Regions from separate parts of the Mus musculus genome. Here region 1 is linked to region 2. Evidence: chromatin contacts called from public Hi-C data. All regions are on one chromosome and are shown on one strand. The core of a region is the stretch at or near the end of the contact, and the rest is flanking DNA. Distances in the headings are between cores, read along the strand shown.

Region 1 (6,517 bases), core at 3,151-5,650, 39 kb before region 2:
GTGTAGTAGTCACAGTTATGGGAAGCTCATGTGAAGTAAGGCTGTACAGTCTCAGTAGGCGCATGAGCACAAGAGAGGCTACATGCTGCCCTTGGACACTGACTGAAAACACTCGGGGACTTTAGAGTTCTATTAATCATTATATACAAATAAAGCCACAAAATAAATATTATTATACAAGTTAAGCAAACATAACACCTTCAAGTGTTAGAAAATACAATATAAAACCACATTAAATATTTAGTGTTTACATTGCCTTTATTATATAAAACATAAAGGCATGTAGCATAAATATAATTAGTGACTTTTCTTTCTAGATAGCTTAAAATCTTTCTGGAGAATAGATACAAAATGTGGAAATTTTAAGATTGCTCAAGATAGGTTTAGTTGAAGAACAAACACAAAAGCTGGTCATTAAAGCAATCTAAGTTGAGGCAGCAGGACTTGAACAGGTGACTATGTAAGCACGAAGCACAAGCGGGTAAATGCAAAGGCAGTGCGAGCCAACAGCAGCAGGGAGCAGGTCAGAGCAGGACTAAGCAAGCAAGGCTGCCCCAGGCAAAGCTGGAACTCCATGGGACACAGAGCTCCAGACTCTGCTAAGTAGGAAGGCAGTGTTTGCTGGAAATTTCTCAGACATGGAATAACTCGCATTGGTTACTCACTTAAGTGATGTTTCATACTCTGCAACTGTGACCTTCAACTGGGCAATGACTTTTTCCTGAGAAATTACAGAAACATGAAAGATTTTAAGTCACTCCTCCAGAATTATCTTCTGCTAAGTCTGCATAACCAACCTCATTTAGGTAAGTTCAATTATATAAATTATACACAAAAGCAAACTCTAAATAAACACAGTTCTATACCCATCTAATGTCACATCTTGGCATGTCTCCACCCACCGAAGAGCTGACGTGGCTTCCTTAAAGTCTGCTTTAATGAGACCAAATCACACTCTAAGAACAGATAAAATCCCATGTAAAGACTCCAATTAGTAGGACAGGAGGAAATCTAGCTATGTCACAGACAGAGCTGTGGGTCTCAGGAATTCCTCAAGGGTTGTAAGAACTGCGTATTTCACGTGGAGACTAACCAGGCTCTCCTGCTGAGAAGCCAAGAACATGGGGCGGATACATACTTTACTAAGGAGGCTTTCCTGCAGGTTGGCGATCTTTTCTGTCTTCTCATCCACAGTCTCCTGGAGAAAGTCCTTTTCTTTGTCCATCACTCCAATGGTCTTCTTCATGGCGTGAGTCTCTTCGCTCTGCACCGTCATCCTGTGGCTGAGATTCTCTACGGAGGAGAAGAGTATGTGTAAGGTAGGGGCAATTTATGTTAGCAAAAGAAAAATTTCAAAGGGCTCACCTAGTTTTTGCTCCAGCATTTTAATTTGCTCTTGGGCTGATTCAAGTTCACCTCTTTTTATGGAAAGTCGGTGCTGACAGTCATCAAGTGAGCGCTGTAGCTGCTCACTGACGATCCTAAAGCGGTGGGCAGAAACACATGGCATCCTTTATCTCTCACAGACATAGCTTTGTTAAATGAGTGCTCTTAAAATAGTTTGATTTCTTGTAAGTTCCTTTTATTTCTTATTATAAAGCTCTTCCAGTCTAATCAACAGCTTTTATTATACAATATCACTCCTGCTGTCTACCATTCTTTCCCAAAATGCTTTCATCTCCCTAAAAATGATATGGTATAAAAATGAAATTAATCGTATATTCTCTTCCAGAAGATTTTTGGTAGTTTTAAAGTTCTCCTCAGTTCCCTAACATCAACCCCCTTTTCCTCAAAATCTACGTCTGAGAGCAGAGTCACAGCCCTGTTTTAATGGCATGGCTGGCACTCCAGACTCTCCAGAAGTCCTCACCATCCAGGCCATGTGAGCTTGGAAGTTTGCTTCTTATTTTGGCTCTCTGAGTGGCAGGTGACTGTAGGTCACGTGATGGGAAGCATTTCTTACAGTGTGATGGGATAACAACAAAGGCTGGTTTCAGGATGTCAGGGGCAGGACTCATGGCTGCTTAAGCTGTCGATGGGAAACCCTGTCTCTAGTGTCTTTTACTAGTTGGAAGTAACTGCTCATTTTCAGCAGTAGCATCCTGAAAGCTGTCACAAGACATCTTGGCTGTCATAGTCACAGGCTTCTGGATGCTTCTATCTCTGAGCAGGAAGCGTTTACCCTGTCTGAATGGCTGAAAAGGCCACTCTCCCCTCAGTTAGTTGGGAATAACTTCCTTTGGGTTTCCTTTGAGGATAAGACACTGAAGAAGATACTAACCAGAGCTTGACTCAGAAATGCCTACTGAGCAAGGTCTAGTTCCCAAAACAATAATTAAAGTGGGGGCATTCCTATAGAAATAAGTTCTGAGGGATACTGGGGCATTCTGACAACAAAACACTAACATAGAGTTCTCACAGCGAGCAGATGAAGACAGAGGCAGGCAGAGCTGGACTGATTTCTTAGAACTGTACAAGGAACCAAACCAAGTCAGAAAGAGGCCAGGCTCAGGTGATTTTACTCCAGAAAAGCATCTGCAGTCCAAGTGGGTGCTCCTGAAACCTAGAGCCATGGTGTGTAGGGATAGCTAAGGGGAAGGGACTGTGCACACCTTAGTTCATGTATGTCCCTGGAGGACTTTTGTTACAACTATGATCCCAAGTTTAGTGAAACAATTTGCTTGTCTGGGATCACAAACTATCAGGGCAAAGGCATATCTATATACATATCTGTGTTTTCTGATGGTCTTGGGCAACCCACGTAAAAAGGTCACTCAACTCCCTCAAGTTGAGAATCACTGTGCTACCTGGACAGGAAAAATGGAATGACTAATAGAGGACTTACTGAAAGGCAATGGCTGGCATTGCTTAAAACTCTAGGCAGAACTATGTCTCCTTTGCACGTAGCTTTATAAATGGTGTGATATGCTGTTGGGGGTGGAGCTGATGAAGGCACAGAGGACAACATCTGGACTGACAGGAAGGAAGCCCTATCAAAGGCTTTGCCTCTTCTATCCCAGTGTGGAGAGGGCATGGGCAACAGAAAAGTCTGACTGAGTACTGCTGCCCAGAGACTTCCTAGCAGGAGCGGGGAGGGAGGCTCATGGCTGGGCTGCCACCTTACTGTCTCTAAATGGAAAGGAAACTTTGAAAACCAAGTCTTCAGTAAAAAACAAATCAGTTTCTTAGCTTTAAAAGTTACAGAAGAAAGAAATGATTTCCCACCAGAAAAGAAAAAAAAAAGTGAAACTGAACTTCATTCTGTCTCCACCTCCATCCGACTGACCCTACGCCCGGCTCAAATCCTCCCTCAGCTTCAAAGTCCATAGTCATATTACACTACAATGGCTATGCACACTCTCATCTTTTGGGGTAAAATGAATTATTTCCTTTCATTACAGGGTATATCGAAAACATCTTAAAAACATCTCTTAAAGGTCCTTTCATTCATAATAAATGTTTCATGTTCTAAAATGAAGTTCCACCCAAGAGAGATAAGTTTGGAAATTTGACGACCTGTTAGAGGAAAGCTATTGATGGGCTTTCTTGGAGCTTCTTCTATGAGCCCATGGTCCACACCCACTACTGACTGTGAAGACTAGGAATGGCGTCACATGGTGCACCAGGAAAAGGAAGAGTGATAGGAATGATTTCAACATTAGCTCCACAAGCTCAGACATTGTCATTTCATGGGAACATTCATGTTCTTATTGCTAAGAAAATATGGTAGGGACAGTTTAGGTATCCCACCCCCAAAACAGTGCTAGGTATCCCACCTCCAAATCAGTTTCAGGCAGTCCATGAATTTTCATTTCCTTATTTAAAATGATTTCTGATTCCTTAGCAAATATTTCTCAAGGGAAACTAGTTGCATATATCTGGATACATCAAACATTTCTGAATATATCTAACATCTTAAAGATTTGTTTACTTTATGTATATGAGTGGTCTATCTGAATGTACACCTGCATGCCAGAAGAGGTTATCAGATCATACTACAGATGGTTGTGAGCCACCATGTGGTTGCTGGGGACTGAACTCAGGACCTCTGGAAGAGCAGTCAGTGCTCTTAACTGATAAGCTCTCTCTCCAGCTCCTAACATTGTTAATATATACGTATGTTTCTGAATATATCTAAACAAATCCCAAGTAACTATGCTATCTATGGCATAATCACAGACCCAAGGAGAGTTCATGGCCATTTGCAGGAAACTGCTATTGCATGTTGTCATCCTAGATAAACAAGTAATGCTCTTGGCTTTAACTGATATAATGAAGACTCAGGACTATGCTACACAGGATTCTAGATGTTAAACAGGAAACACCACTTACTTGAGCAGAGAGATTTGAAGCCAAGTCTGGGCAACAGTAAAAACTCACATAAAGGTTACAGTGACTGCAAACACGGTGACAGCCCTGTTAAAGGCGCACTGACAGCAATGACAGAGATGCAGATGCCTGCCATGGGTGACTGAGAAAAGGGAGTTGTCTAACTGGGCTGGAAGCAGCTCATCCCTGAGCCAGGCTGACAAACCATCGCTGATTGCTTATTTCTTTCTAGCTACAGAGTTTTTATGTTTAAGTGAGTGAAAAAGATATTTCCACAGAAAAACATTTTACGACATAAAAATTAAATGGAATCCAAATTTTAGCATCCATAAAGAAAACTGTGATGAAACAGAACCATCACCCTCTCTCACTTGCACACTGCCTACAATGGCTTTTGCACTTCAGAAGCCAGGTTAAAGGTGCAGTGGAAACTGCATGGCCCAGTGCTGAAGTTTGCTGCCCCCGGTTCTAGAGACTGGCTAGCACGCAGAGGCGTCCAGACCCATCATCCCCGCACACAGGCCTTTCCTTCTTATCCTTGAAGGTTTGTAAACTGCTGGACCTCGTTAATTGTTGTCGTTCAAGAGAGGCAAGAGTCATTACCATTTTCAAAATGGCTATTTTCATACTGTCTTCAGATGCTACACCAAGAGACGAGACCAGAGATTTGTACAATTAGACGGTCTGTCTGATCCAGAAGGCCTGGTTGAACACCTGGATATTGGGTGGGAAAAAATGCCTAATACAGGAAGGCAAAGAGAAGACGGCCCATGACCATGAAAGGAGCAGGCATCTCCTCTCCCTGAGAATCAGCTTCATGGATCATGAAACATCATGTCTTAGAGTAACAAGAGCTCTATAAGCCACACTGAAAACGGCACGAGGCTTGGACAATGTCCTGCTTCTGCAAAGGGTTGTGTTGTGGTCTGTACTGAGTTTAGTGCCAAATTTAGGTCTGATAGATTGAACTCAAATTTTTATCAATGTTTATCAACTAAATATTGAAGACATACTAGACTTGGAGATAGGCCTCCCCCCATCATCCCCTCTCCCCCTCCCAAAACACAGAGAGAGGGGTGGGTAGAGGGAGAGAGAGGGGTAGAGGATGAGGAGAGGGAGAGAGGGGGATCGAGGGAGAGAGGAAAAGAGAGATTTGGTGATACACAGGAGAGGGAACAATTCTCACAACCCTCTCCTACTGCACAGTGACTGAATGGCACATAGCTGAAGGCAGAAACAGGCTGAACTATTAAGAGAAAATGGTGTTGGTAACAGAACAAAACCAAACCAAACTATGGCATCCACAAGAGGACACCAGCTGCTCTGTCACCCAGAGTCTTCTGTAAGGAAAAGAAACTGGTGGTATGGTTCTGATCTGAAGGAAAAGAAAAATGGCAGCTCTGGTCAGCTGGATACAAAAGCAAAGAGGGTGGACTAGCAATTCTGCAGATGAAGATGTAGCACTGTGTCTGCCTGGACTTTGGAGCTGAGGCCATACCAGATGAGGGGCAGGCTCACTCTGCCCTCCGCCACAGAATACCTGCAGACAGAGGAAGCAGGAAGGATAGAGCTGTCTCTGAGCTTTTGTAAAGCCTTCCTGATAAAGATGGTAGTAAGGCACTGAGGGAGAAAAGGTTGTTGGTAACCCTAGAGCCCCCGAGTCTCTCCCTCGGCCTTCCTCTTCCTGATTACTTCTTCTGTCACATGGTCGGAGTTTCTTATACTGTAGGTTTGTGACTCCTGGCTTTTGTATTTGGAGTCTGTGTCTTTTATTCTCACCATTTCTTTGTCCTTCTGAATTGTAGGTAAAACTCTTGAACCTGTTATTTTACCAAGTCAGTTTTCTACAGCAGCCAATCTACTGCTCAATAACCCTTCAACTGTAACTTATCAATCTATTAAAAAAATCATTATCACTACCATCCTTCCTGATTGCAACGTGTTACTGGTTCATGACTGAGTTGCATAAAGATTTTGTTGACATTCAAAGATTTCTTCCTAATTTTTTTTTTTTTTTTGGTTTTTCCAGACAGGGTTTCTCTGTATAGCCCTGGCTGTCCTGGAACTCACTTTGTAGACCAGGCTGGCCTCGAACTCAGAAATCCTTCTGCCTCTGCCTCCCGAGTGCTGGGATTAAAGGCGTGCACCACCACTGCCTGGCTTTCTTCCTAATTTTTATGGCAAATGT
Region 2 (7,143 bases), core at 695-3,194:
ACAGTCCTAGCTGATAACACCATAATTCTATTCCTACAGCTTTACAAAAGAAAACGGACAGGAATATGCACAGGGAGACTCCAGCAGCTTCACCTGTAACTGTACAGAGCTGGAAAGGGGATGAACAAGCTATCCTACGCGGGCTAGAAACAGTTTCACGGGCCTCTGGAGAGTCTCTGGAAAGGATAGATCTTTTTTCCCAAAGTGATAGAGGACTGCCTGGGGTAAGTTACCCAGGCACAGACATTCATGGAAAGTGCTTAAAGGCACACTGAAGGTGCATTTCACCGTGTAAATTTCACTCCCATATTGGTTCTTTTCATTATTTTGAAATATACCATCCTGACTGGTCTAGAACTCATATTATTGGCCAGACAGCCCCATCTTTTTCTTCTGCCTGTGCCTTTGAGTGCTAGGACTACAGATGTGTACCACCAGGCCCAATCTTACTTCCTTTTTTTTTTTTTTTTAAGTAACACACATGTAAGTAGCTCAGTATACATTTTTATGCTTGTCTATTTCTATGCTTGTTTGTTTACCGTATCCAGGGTTAAGCACTGAGCCTATGACATGGTAGGAGAGCACTCTTTACTGGGCAATACCTCCAGCTGTTATACTTGTCTTCTCAAACACCTATGATTATTTATTATCTCTACCAATCTGCCCTAAAATTGAGTTATGCAGAGACCATTTCTAACCTTTGCCAAAAAATTGTAGTCATAGAACTCATGTTTCTAAATCAAATAAAAATTATGTCCTTCACCACTAGTAAAAATTATAAGTGCACATAAATGAATACATGCAAAACCTGATGCTCCAAACACCCATTGTGGGATCGAGTACCAATGTCACCGTTCCTATTTAAAGCATAAAGCCAAGAAGGCTGTCCCAAGAAAATAGCTTCCCCAACCACAGGGCTACTTCTAAATTAGTGTTTCTTCTTGGTTATCCCCGTTAACAAATCTAGGATCTTCTTTTAGAGGCTTCCCCTAGGGCTTTCTAGGTCCCTCCACAAAAGGACTTGATTGATGCCGGAGGTGTTTTACAGAAACTCCTGTGCTCACAAGAAAAACATCTGACAAGATAAATTAGCGGGGCAAACTCCAAGAACTATGCCCCCTCCTTGACAGCTGCCAACTCCGGGTACCAGGAAACCATCTTTCTCCATCCTTCATGAAGGCAGAATGAGAATACGAATCAAAAGACCATGGGCCATAATAAGTAAAGTCCTCCAGGCTGGGGGGTGATATGTACATATTAGGGTTTCCCCTATATTCCAGATCACAAGCTTTAAATCAAAACAGCCGAAAAGGGTAGGTTCCGCAGTTACAACTAGCTGTCCACTAAACCCTGGGGCGTTGTTGTCTCAAAGCGGGCACCTCTTACTTTCTCAGAAATATGCAACCTGCGGATACAGTAGCGTTTAAAAAAACCAACACCAGAGTGCGGGCACCGCAAAGGGCACGGGCCGGAGCGGCCAAGCAGTCCTTCCCCGGCTCAGGCCGGAGGGTGGAACGGCAGTTCTCCTCGGGTCGGCCCCGGGCCGCACGGACGGACGGACGGACCGACGGACTGTGGGACGGTCCCCGCGCCGCCCTCCCGCACTTCCTCCCGGCAGCGCCCGGGCTCCCGCCCTCGCTCGGGGGTGGGGGTGGGGACCGCCCCGGAGGCCCCGCGACCCGGCCCAGCCCCCGCGGCCTCCCCCGGGTGCGCCTCACCGCCGCTCCGTCCCGAGGTACATCGCCCTCCGGACCCGCTGTCCCCGCTGGCTCGTCCTGCTGCGGCCAATGGCTCCGGCACGAGCGCGGTTTGAAAATGGCGCGGAGAGAGACGGTCGCGGCCCACAAGGAGGGAGCGCCGCCGTTGCCCCGGTAACGGACCGGAGCGGCCCACAGTGGCGGCGCGCGCGCCGGCCGCCCGGAGATGGCGGCTTTCGGCCCTCGGTGCCCGGAAACGTAACGGCCGGCCGATGCCGGGGCTACGGCGCCCCCTGGCGGGGAGCCCGAACCTCTGCGGTGCCCGAGGACCTTGCCAACTGGCCGCTGGCGGTAACCATCAGCTAACCCCCAATGACCTTTCACAGGTGAATTTCTGCTGATCGCCCTGTCTTCCCCCTGGATGTCACTGTCCTTGCAGCTTCTCCTGGCTACCACTTGATAACAGTTATTGCCCCGTACCCATGTAAACCCCCAGAATAGAATCCGACCATCAAAACCTACTTGTTTACGTTTCTCCCTGCTGCTTCCAATTGTGGGCTCCTTGAATCAGATATTCTTTTATTCAACTGTATTTCTCTAGCATCTGTCACAGTATTTGTAAATGTTAAATTGAAATGAATTGCTTACAATAGCTTGCTCATGGTTACAAAGATCATGGTCAAATCCCCAGAGTCCACCACTCTCCTAAAAACTTTCTAGATGGTTAAGAGTTGAGTTTTTGTTTGTGCGTGTTTTGTTTTCTTTTGTTGTTTGTTTCTGCTTATATTCCTTACCAAGCCGGCCTTTCCTCTGACTATGTACTTTGTCCACTGCTCAGCACGGAACTGTATGTTGGGATGTGAATTGCTCTGTGCCGATTCATTCTTTGTTTTCACGTCTCAGTCTCCATTTTGTGTGCTTTGTCCGTTTTTAATTGGAAGTTTTAAGGAGCTAATGAATCCTGTAGAGATTTTTATACCATCTTGCACATATACAAGTAAGCATATGTTTATGTAAAGACAAATATCTTTTTTAAAAAAAGTCATAAATATCAGAAATTGGCTGTGCATAGCCATCTAGTGAAGATAGATAACATTGGTGGCCCCCCTTACCCCAAACACACACCAACTAAATGTTAGAACAAAACTCAGTGAAGAAATACAACGGGGTACATGGGATTGAAAGCTACAGTTAGCCTTTGTTCCAAGTGGCATTGATAACCCAGAGTCAGGGTCACTGCTGACCTCCGAGGCCTAAGGTCAGGGATCCTGGCACACAAAACTTGAAAGATGAGAATGCAGAATGCTGCTGCTTCCCACCCAAGTCCTAGCGCTTTAAGCAAATTGCATGGCTGTGGAGGCATGGAGGAAAACAGATGCCCTCACCACAGAAAGTGAGCTTTGTAGACTTAATATCAGCACCAACAGGAGTTCCTGAAACACTTAGAATGAGGTTTGCCTAGAGGCTGGTGGGGTCCTGATTGTAAGGAGGAAGAAAGCCAGATGTAAAGGTAAAAGAGTTGCTTTCACTGAAAACTGATGCTGTAGTTTAGATCTGAAATGTGGTGGTCTGAAGGAGATTGGCCCCTATAGCCTCATATACTTGAATAGCATGACCCCTAGTTGGTGGAACTGTCTGGGAAGGATTAGGAGGTGTGACCTTGTTGGGAAAAGTGTGTCACTGGGGATGTGATGGCTAACATTATATTGATGGCTCACTTTAAAACTGCTTGAGAGAAGCAGAAACCAAAAATGGACTTCCAATGGGTTAGATTTTAAAATTGCCTGGTTTTGCACAACTTTAACAAAACTACTGTTTCTGCTTCGTAAACAAAAGCTTGTTTTACATGAGATGACTTTGTGCTCTTTGCCTGTGTAAGTCCCCCACTGAGGTGGCTGGGGGCTGTGCTGCACTCAGGAGTTCCCAATCTGGGTGTTGAACTGGTGTCTGTATATGAAAGTAGCTTCTTTGTTAAAACTTACTAATGGTCAGACTGGCGAATCTCCGAACCACCTCAGACCTATAACAGAGGCAGGTTTTGAGGTTTCAAAACCCATGCCATTCCCAGTTAGCTCTATCTTTTTGGAGCTTGTAGATCAAGATGTGAGCTCTCGCCAGGTGGTAGTGGCACATACCTTTAATCCCAGCATTCGGGAGGCAGAGGCTGGCAGATTTCTGAGCTCGAGGCCAGCCTGGTCTACAAAGTGAGTTCCAGGACAGCCAGGGCTACACAGAGAAACCCTGTCTTGAAAACAACAACAACAACAACAAAAAAAAGCTCTCAGCTGCTAATCCAGTACCACCCCTGCCTGACTGCCTGCCTGCTGAAACACTCCCTGACATGATGGGTATTGTCTTAGTTAGGGTTTTACTGCTATGAACAGAGACCATGACCAAGGCAACTCTTATAAGGACAACATTTAATTGGAGCTGGCTTATAGTTTTAGAAGTTCTGTCCATTATCATCAAGGTGGGAACATCAAGGTGGGAACATGGCAGCATCCAGACAGGCATGGTACAGGAGTTGCTGAGTGGTCTACATCTTCATCTGAAGACTGCTAGCAGAATACTGGCTTCCAGGCAGTTAGGGTGAGGGTCTTAAAGCCCACACCCACAGTGACACACCTACTCCAACAAGGCCACACTTCCTAATAGTGCCACTCCCAAGGCCAAGCATATACAAACCATCACAGTTATGGACCCTAACTCTCTCAAGTTGTCTTGGTCCAAGTTGTCTTGGTCGTGGTGTCTTAGTACAGCAACAGAAAGGTAACTAAGCCAAATGTCCTCCAAAGGCCTGTGGGCTATGGCCTGGTCTTCAGCATGGCACTGCTGGGAGGCAGCAGATCCTTTAAGAAGTAGTTTAGTGGAAGGAAACTAGGCCTGCCATGATTGTTCTGCTTGGTCACAGGTCCAAAAGCAACAGAGCCAACCAACCATAGATGGAAGCCAGAAGCAACCTCCCCCCACACACACCCAAAGTGTTTTTGCCGTTTTAATCTGATAATTTAAAGTACTTTGTCACAGTGATGGAAAGTTAATGCCATGAGCTTGCAGGTGAAAAGAATGTAGTGGATATATTTTAAATGAGGAGATCAGGCTTTCTCAGGCTCACCACCTCTAACACCTGGACAGACAATCCTTTTTGAGAGGAGTTGTCCTGAGTATTGTGGAATGTTTAGCACCCTTCCTGGCAGCTTCCACCTCAGATGGTTGCTATAGTCACAGTGCCTTCAGGACTTTCCAAATGTCCTTTGAGGTAAAACCTGTAACTTCAGGCTTTCCCGCCCACACTCCAGTTCCCAAAATTATATATGAATAAATGCCTAGGCCAAAAGCTTTGACTTCCCCATTCCCCCACTCATAACTCAGTTATCACATTTGTTCTAAGTTCTGCCACCTGATTATCACCTCTCCTCAGGTTCATGTGGCCATCTTCCTCAGAGTTCAGGGTGAATGTCACCCCCAACTGACTCTATCCCAGAATTCCAATCTACTAGATATCCTACCTTCTAATCCTGCCTCGGGTCATTAGCCAATCAGCTTTTTATTCACTGGTGATGCTTCTACACAGAGCACAAGAGATGATCCCTACACCTCCCCTTTTAGTCCTATACAAGGCTCTTTCTCTTTCCATAATAAATTATAAACAATAATAACAGTTATGAAAACTATCTGATAAGATTATATTGGCAAAGTTTAGTCCATATGTATTTGGCAACCCTGGAGAAAGTATTGTTATCTATCCTATCTTGTTGAGTTTAAAGTTCTATACCTAAATCAATATCTATCATAATCATTGTGAGACTATAACTATCTAGTCTTCAACACCATCAGAGACCTGAGAAGGAATAAATATTACCTAGGTATGCAGGAAGTGCAGGCAAGAAACTTCCAAAATTATAGAAATGACATACATACTTGGATGCATGGACAGTCCCCCAAAATTTCTCTGTGTTGTTGGAGCATCATCTTCAGCCTTCTGGCCCAGAATATTCCACAGACTTTTCTGTGAAGCACAAGTTATGAAGGACTGCTTACCCTGTCTTGGTAACACTTGGCAGTCTACTTCCCTGTGTCTCATTTATCTAGTTTGGACAGCATACTGTCAGCAGTTTCTTGCCTAGTGCCTAGCTTGCAAATTCCATATGGATGCTCTTTGATGCTCATCATCTTCCTTGAAGTAGAATGGGGTGCTGCCAGGCATTGTCAAAATGCCTTTTGTTAATAAAACATCCTTAAATGTGATTTCTGTGGATCTCTGAGGTTTTTGAAAACCATCTATCTATAGTATACCTGATTTGTTTCTAGCTATTTACTATCTGTTCAACTTTGAAAACATCTTATTGTAATTAATTAGACTTATATCTAACATAACCATGGGTTTGATTGTCTGACTACTAACTTGCATTTTTAATTATCCTAAACAGTTTGCAGTAGCGGCTTTCAAGGACTAGAACTTCACATTAACTAGGTACAATACCTTAATCAAGAGTTGAAACATATATACATAGTGTTTTATAGCAAAAATATAATTCTAAATCTGTATCAATATACAAAGTCCATACCAATGTAAAAATATTTGTCTTCTTGATATTCTTTGGTCTAAAAGTAGGTTCAATAATCTACCCTTTTACCCTATTATTTCTATATCTCCCTTTTTTCTTTCCAACCTTTCTCCCCCCACCACCCACCTTTGCCCTTAGTATAAGAAAGAAAGAAGGATAGAGGAAAGAAAAGGAAAGTAAGAAATCCCTGTGTCTGACCTCCTTTTTTTTTTCTCCCTGATCAAGACCACTAACAACTTGCAACATCCCCACCCCATGCCTTAAATGATGCAAACATTCATCATACATTGAGTAGCCAAGAATCATCAACCCCACCTCTTGGGAATGGGGCATTGTTCTCTTAAAATTGCTTCCTGCTGTCTGGGATCATTGCTTTCCCTTTTTTGGGGAAGGGGGGCACTATGAAAATTGGGATATTGGTTAGTCTTAAGAAAGCTAGCTCTTACATTTGCTGTGCAGTCTCTGTGTGCGAGAAAGTTCAGGGCCTACCTGAAATCCTGGCTGGGGCAGTCTGTGGTGCTGCGTGATCTAGCTAGCTGTTCTGAAACTGTCCCAGATGCATATTTTTGAGGAAGCAGCATCGAGGCAGGCAGAGGTAGGATCAAGCAAGATGCTGGAATATTTATGTCTCAGCGTTTGATTCATCCCCGAGGGTGAATCTTGTCAGGGCCATTTTAACTCCATTGCTGTCTGTAAACATATAAACTTTCACAATATATATTTCTGCGTTAATATATGTATGGAAGTGCAGTTTGCACAGTTCAGTTAAAGTTGATTATTTGCTCTCTGTTCCAGCAAAGACGGCATCTCTGTCTATCTTCATAAGTTTGTTTGGATTATATAACTAAACTGTTATATAAATGTTTATCTATGACATT

The links. Hi-C and Micro-C count contacts between places; a contact is called where the count stands out from the background.
Region 1: a contact with region 2 is called in a Hi-C map of the G1E-ER4 cell line, with 2.1 times the contacts expected there. The contact joins the enhancer-like site here to the promoter of Cep135 in region 2. A contact is called at or near these places in 4 of 39 promoter capture datasets (3T3-L1-derived adipocytes, embryonic stem cells, hematopoietic stem and progenitor cells and 1 more), 8 of 484 Hi-C or Micro-C datasets (B cells, the G1E-ER4 cell line, embryonic heart and 3 more), 3 of 115 datasets of contacts at active chromatin or transcription factors (the SCID.adh cell line and embryonic stem cells) and 2 of 9 other capture datasets (adipose tissue and pancreatic islet).

Annotation. Positions count from the first base shown.
Region 1 is chr5:76,625,629-76,632,145 of GRCm38.p6, reverse strand. It overlaps Cep135 (centrosomal protein 135), which reads right to left. Exons shown (of 26, transcript NM_199032.3): 16 at 1,366-1,481; 17 at 1,139-1,293; 18 at 666-721. Among named protein-coding and RNA genes, the nearest start is that of Cep135, 40 kb to the right of the region's middle. Within about 2 kb of position 4,400, at least 5 of the 459 cell types and tissues checked have an H3K27ac peak or open chromatin away from gene starts, as enhancers often do. A contact at or near this core is called in the G1E-ER4 cell line, where this site is marked.
Region 2 is chr5:76,583,500-76,590,642 of GRCm38.p6, reverse strand. Cep135 (centrosomal protein 135) reads right to left here and starts at 1,944. Exons shown (of 26, transcript NM_199032.3): 1 at 1,719-1,944.